Regions from separate parts of the Mus musculus genome. Here region 1 is linked to region 2. Evidence: chromatin contacts called from public Hi-C data. All regions are on one chromosome and are shown on one strand. The core of a region is the stretch at or near the end of the contact, and the rest is flanking DNA. Distances in the headings are between cores, read along the strand shown.

Region 1 (2,700 bases), core at 194-2,693, about 14 Mb before region 2:
ATATGAAGTTGGGTATCTTAGCACATAGTGATTATAAAGTAGAGGCAAGAGTTCTACGCCAAAGCATGTGGTGGTGGTGTATCCCTTTAAAACCAGTATTTGAGAGGCAGAGGTAGGCAGATCTCTGAGGTCAGCCTGGTCTACAGACTGAGACAGAGTTTCCAGGTCCAGGAAGGCTAGAGCCACAAGAGAAACTTTGTTACACAAGCAAGCCCACACCCCCACCCCACACCCCCAAACCAAATTAAAAAACAGAGATAAGTCAGCCTCAGCTACATAGCAAGTTGGAGGCAAACTTGCTTTCTAAAATAATAAATAAAAATTTAAATATATATACACATATATGATATAAATATAATAAACACATAGCTATAATAAATATAATATATAAATATATAAAATATATTTATACTTGGAATCTCCTCACCCAGGGTCCCATGTTCTGAGCACGTGTTAGCACGACAAAAATACAACAACAACAAAAAAAAAGGTGAGCTCCACAAGTGTCAGGCAGCTCTACTCAGGTAGGACCCTCCAGAGGCCATCACACTATTACCAAATTCTTACTTTTCCTGATCCCACAACTGCAGAGGCCATAGAGGCAAGAGGATCCCAGAAAGCTAAGACAGGAGCCTATCCTCCCGCCAGCTCTCCAGGGCTCAGCCTGCACCGGGGTGGGGTGGGGGGATTGGGGAACACATAGGGGTCGATGAAGGTCACAGGGTGAATGTATGTGGGGTGTCCACACAGGTGGTCGGGATCCTGAGTGAGGGGACTCCGGGTGTGAGGGAACCTAGGATGTGAGAGGACCTCGGGCGTAGGGAGCCCTGAGATGGGATGGGACCTGGCCTGGGAGCCGATCCCGGCGGCCCAGGCAAGACAACCAGGCGCTGGGAGCCTAGACCCCAGCCCCCTCCCTACTGGGCGTGTCTCCTCACCTTTCAGAAAGGCGCCCCCAACGCCTCCCGAGGCCTCCATGACCCGACCAGCTTGAAGCTGCGGGACCGAGCGTGCGCCGGCAGGAAGGCAGAGGGGTGCGCATGCGCAGGCCGTGCCCCCTGGGCTCGCCGCGTCAGGCTTAGGGGTGTGTGTGTGTGTGCGCAAGGGCTCCGGGTTCCCTTCCCTCGCCGAGAGCGCCCGGCTCAGTGACACACGACAGCCGAGACCTGATCGCTCACGGGCGGCCCTGAAGCTCTCCGGCGACCTGGCAGGAGTCAGCCCGCCGCACCGCGGCTTCAGGGCGCAGGTCAGCGCCGCGGTCGCTTGTCCCCGCAGGGTTCGCTCGTCCTCGTTGCGCAGCGCTCGGTGACCGGGGAGGGGACCCACCCGTGGGCCCTGCCTCAGCCCTGCACCCTGGAGCGCGAGCGGGACTGCTGCAGCGTCCGCGGGCCCTCTGGGTCTTCAAACCTCCCGCCCGCGAGTCTGCGAGGGGGCGGGTCGGACGCGGGCCCGCCTCCCCGCGCAAGGGCTGCCGGGAGAGGGAGGAGGACGGAGCCGCCTAGGGAGGACGGAAGCCAGGGAGTGCCTGCTCTTCTGTAGATAACAGTATCCTTTCGTCGCCTTAAGCGCCGGGCGTTAAAAACAAAAACAAAAAAACCACCCAACTGGTTTGGACAGACAGGTTGTTTTGGGTTTTGTATTTATTTGTTACACGTGTGAGTACTTTGCCTGCTTGTACATATTTGCACCACGTGCGTGCCTGGTGCCAGTGGAGGTCACTAGAGGGCGTCAGATCCAATTACACATGGTTATGTGCCACCATAAGGGAGCCAGGGACCAAATTCGGGTCCTCTGCTAGAGCAAATGTTCTTAACCACTGAGCCATCTCCTTAGCTCCTGGTTGGGTGTTTAGAGAGATGGCCTTGGTTTCTAGCTCACAACACTCAGCCCTTCTCCCGACTCAGCCTTCCCCAAGAGCTAGGATTACAGACTGGCCCAGCAATTTGGCTTTAAAAAAAAAAAAAAAAGATAATTTATATAGATATACACACACATATACATATATATATATTTCAAAATTATTTTAAATGTACATATTAAAATATATAATATATATAATTTTAAAAAGCCAAATTCCGAGTGATGAGCTGTTAATGGGAATTCACGAATTGAAGCATCTTCACTAACACAGTGGGAGAGCTTTCACTAGGCAGTGCAAAGAGAAACTCAAGACAAAATGGCTGCTTAAGGTGCCCAGTAACATACCACAGTGTCTGCTGGCCTCCAGGCTTACGTGGTACCTGTGGCTCCTTTTAGCGTTTCTCAACCCACCTCCTGCTCTAAACTTCTCCAGCTCTTGGGCTTCAGTTCCCCAAGCTTCTCATTCCTATATAACCCCGCCATTTCAGGCTGGTACTTAGTCCTACTGACCCTCTCTCTCTCCCCCCTCCCCTCCCCCTGCTCCTCCCCCTTTCCCTACCCCACCCTCTGTCCTCTCTTTTGCTTTTCTCTCTTCTCTTCCACCTTTCTTCCCAGTGCCCACTCCTCTCATGGCCTGACCTACCCTGCTGGCCAAGTCCGATAGAGAGCTTTCTCTCCCTTCTGTGGACTTTTCCAGATGCCTCAGGCTGAACTCTCCCTCCGATCTAAATAACCCTCCCCTCGGCTGTATGCTCTCACTTTATACAGGCAGTAAGAGCAGGACTAGGATTCCTGAGAAGGGAACACAGAATCAGAACCATGGCTTGGTTCTCAGACTTC
Region 2 (2,733 bases), core at 186-2,685:
TGACTCAGCTGAACAGACATTGGTTGCTGAGTGTAAACCTGAGTTCAACCCCCATATCTCTTATGACGGAAGAACTGACGCCTCCAAGTAACCCTTTGACTCTCACATAGATGGTCACACAAACACATGCATATTATAATATATACATATTATACACATATACACAAACACCATCCTTTAAAAACACGTACATACATACAAACAAATACATACATAATATAAAAATTTTGAATATAACTTTTTTTCAAATCCTGTAGAACTACTTTTAAAAGGTTACCTACACGCAGCGGCTGTGTTGCAGGCCTGTAATCCTAGAACTTGGGAGATGAAAGCAAAAGGATCATTTCACTGACATCCTTCGTTACACAGAAAGTTTAAGGCCAACCTGGATCATATGAAACATCACCCTAAACCCCAGCAATCAGGAAACAGAGGCAGGCAGATCTCTATGAGGCAATGGTCAGCGTGATTTATAAGTTCCAAGCCAGGACTACTTAGGAAGATCCCGACTAAAAGAAAACAAACACGCTAAAAAACGGTGGACAGAGGTAGAGACAATAGAGAAGTTTTCAATCAAACAGGGTGGCATATACGTTTCTGATAGCACTAGTCCAGAACAGCAGCCTCCAAAAGGCACAGGCAGTTGTTTTTCTGGTCACTGCCCGACTGCCTGGCACATAGTAGGCATTTTAAATTTCGAAGGAAGTGGGGCTGGAAAGATGGCTCAGCAATTAAGATCACTGGCTGCTTTTACAGAAGACATGGGTTCAGTAGTCGGCTCCCAAACGCAGTTAACAATAGTCCCCCGGAGGATCCGACCTTCTCTCTGACTCCCATCTGCACTACACGCATATGGTGCACAGGGTTAACATACATGCAGGCTGAACACCCATGCATACACACTAAGAAAAATCTTAAAACCAAGAAATTTTAACTTTAGATTCCCAGAGGCTGACCATGCTGACCACATCCTTTAACCCGCTTCACCAGATAACAAAACTGAGGCCCGGCTCAGTGACGTCAGCCGGTGCTCAACTGCAGGCAGACCGGAAATGTCCGGGCCGGGATTCGAATCGGGGATCCTGTCCTCCTAGCGAGGGCTCCCGATGACCAACTTGCTTTCTCTGGACGTAAGCGGCTGCACAGCCCGCATTGTGAGGATCACACGACGTGCGTTCTATAAAGAGCGCCACTCTTTGGCCTCGACGTCCAGACGGCGTCCACTGCGGGCCAGGCTCCAACTCACCCTCTCCGCGGCCATCGCCAGCCACTTCGCGACTCCACTGGGCGCCTTGGTCCACCGCGGACGACGCCGACAGGAAGTCCCGCCTACGCCGCGCGCACCCGCGTACCGCGACAGCCATGCCAACCAATGAGCGTCGCTTCTTCAAAGACACTGACCAATAGCAGAGCGCGCTGAGCAGGGGGCGTGTCTGGGCCGCGGGGCCGGGGAGCGGGTCGTGCGCGCTGAGGAGGAGCCGCAGCCGTCGCCGTCGCCGTCGCCGTCGCCGTCGCCGTCGCCGCTACCGCTACCGCTACCGCTCTGCCGCCGCCGCCGCCGCCGCCACCGCTGCCGAGGCCGTGCGGAGCCGTTATCGCCGCGCCGCCCGCCCCGGAGCAGAGTCCCGGGCCTTCCCGCCCGTGTTCAGGTGAGGCCGGAGGCTTCGGCGACTTCCGAAAGAGTAGGCCGCGCTAGGGCCTGAGCTCGCCTAGCCCCACGGGCGTCCGCCGGGCCTGCACCGGCCGAAGGCCCCAGGCCGCGGTAGGCCTGGGTATGGAGACGCGCGTGTGGGCCGCGGCTGGGCGAATGGGAACCGACTCTGTTTGATTCAGGTTGGCGACAAGCCTCCGCCGGGCCAGATTCCTCTGGGCTCCCGCGAGAGAGGCGGGAGAAGGACACAGCGTGGGCACGCGCTTTGGGGGGCCGGGCTCCGAGGCTTGGGGGGCCCCGGATAGTTGATCTCGGAGGCCCGGTGATCCGGGGGTGGAAGAGTGGAGCGAGGACCTTGGGCGCCAGAGGTCATGGCCCACAGACTTGCTCCCTCGGGAAATCCCATAGATTTCTTTTGTGGACGATTTTCTGGACACACCGCGACGAATCATGAGGTCCTTTTAGAAGTGTGCAAACCTTTCGTCTGTGTGTAGAAGTCTAGAAGAGAAAGGGGAAATTTTTTCTTTGATCGCCATCTCTAACAAAGCTGTTTTAGGGACGTTTTCATTTGTAAAATAACGTGTAAATATTAAAAAGGCAATTGCACGCTGTTGAACAATGGGTAGTGATGATGGATCTTCCCTTTCTCTTGTCTTCTGCTGCTAAAGCATGCCAAAATGGGTTTGACGCCTACTATGTGGAGAGCAGGTGGAGAACTTTTTTGCACTAGACAGAGCTTCCATTATCGGAAGTGTCCATGTGGGACACCGCTGGCCAGAGCTCTAGAAGAGGCAAGATCGGATGTTAAAGCTTTCTTAACCTCCTTGTTACAGGCAGTTAGAGTCAGATAATGGTTGGTTGGGAGGGCCTGGCTGCCCTATGCATTGCAGAAAGTTGGATAGCATGCCTGGCTTCTTCTGCCTACTGAGTATTAGCATCTCTGCCTCCTACTTCTTCCAGTTGTGAGTACCAAAAACACATTGAGGCGTTGCTAGGGTTCTTTCTCTCGTTTTTTTCCCTCCACCAAAACACATACACAGAGAGGTGAGAAATCTTTAAGCAGTCTTCCTGGAAAAGTTCTT

What was found. Hi-C and Micro-C count contacts between places; a contact is called where the count stands out from the background.
Region 1: a contact with region 2 is called in a Hi-C map of B cells, with 5 read pairs. The contact joins the promoter of Mcph1 here to the promoter of Elavl1 in region 2. A contact is called at or near these places in 1 of 39 promoter capture datasets (cranial neural crest) and 1 of 484 Hi-C or Micro-C datasets (B cells).

Annotation. Positions count from the first base shown.
Region 1 is chr8:18,593,874-18,596,573 of GRCm38.p6, reverse strand. Mcph1 (microcephaly, primary autosomal recessive 1) reads right to left here and starts at 1,443. Exons shown (of 14, transcript NM_173189.3): 1 at 939-1,443. The coding sequence starts at 978.
Region 2 is chr8:4,323,802-4,326,534 of GRCm38.p6, reverse strand. Elavl1 (ELAV (embryonic lethal, abnormal vision)-like 1 (Hu antigen R)) reads left to right here and starts at 1,435. Exons shown (of 6, transcript NM_010485.3): 1 at 1,435-1,649. It also overlaps a transcript of Ccl25 not described here.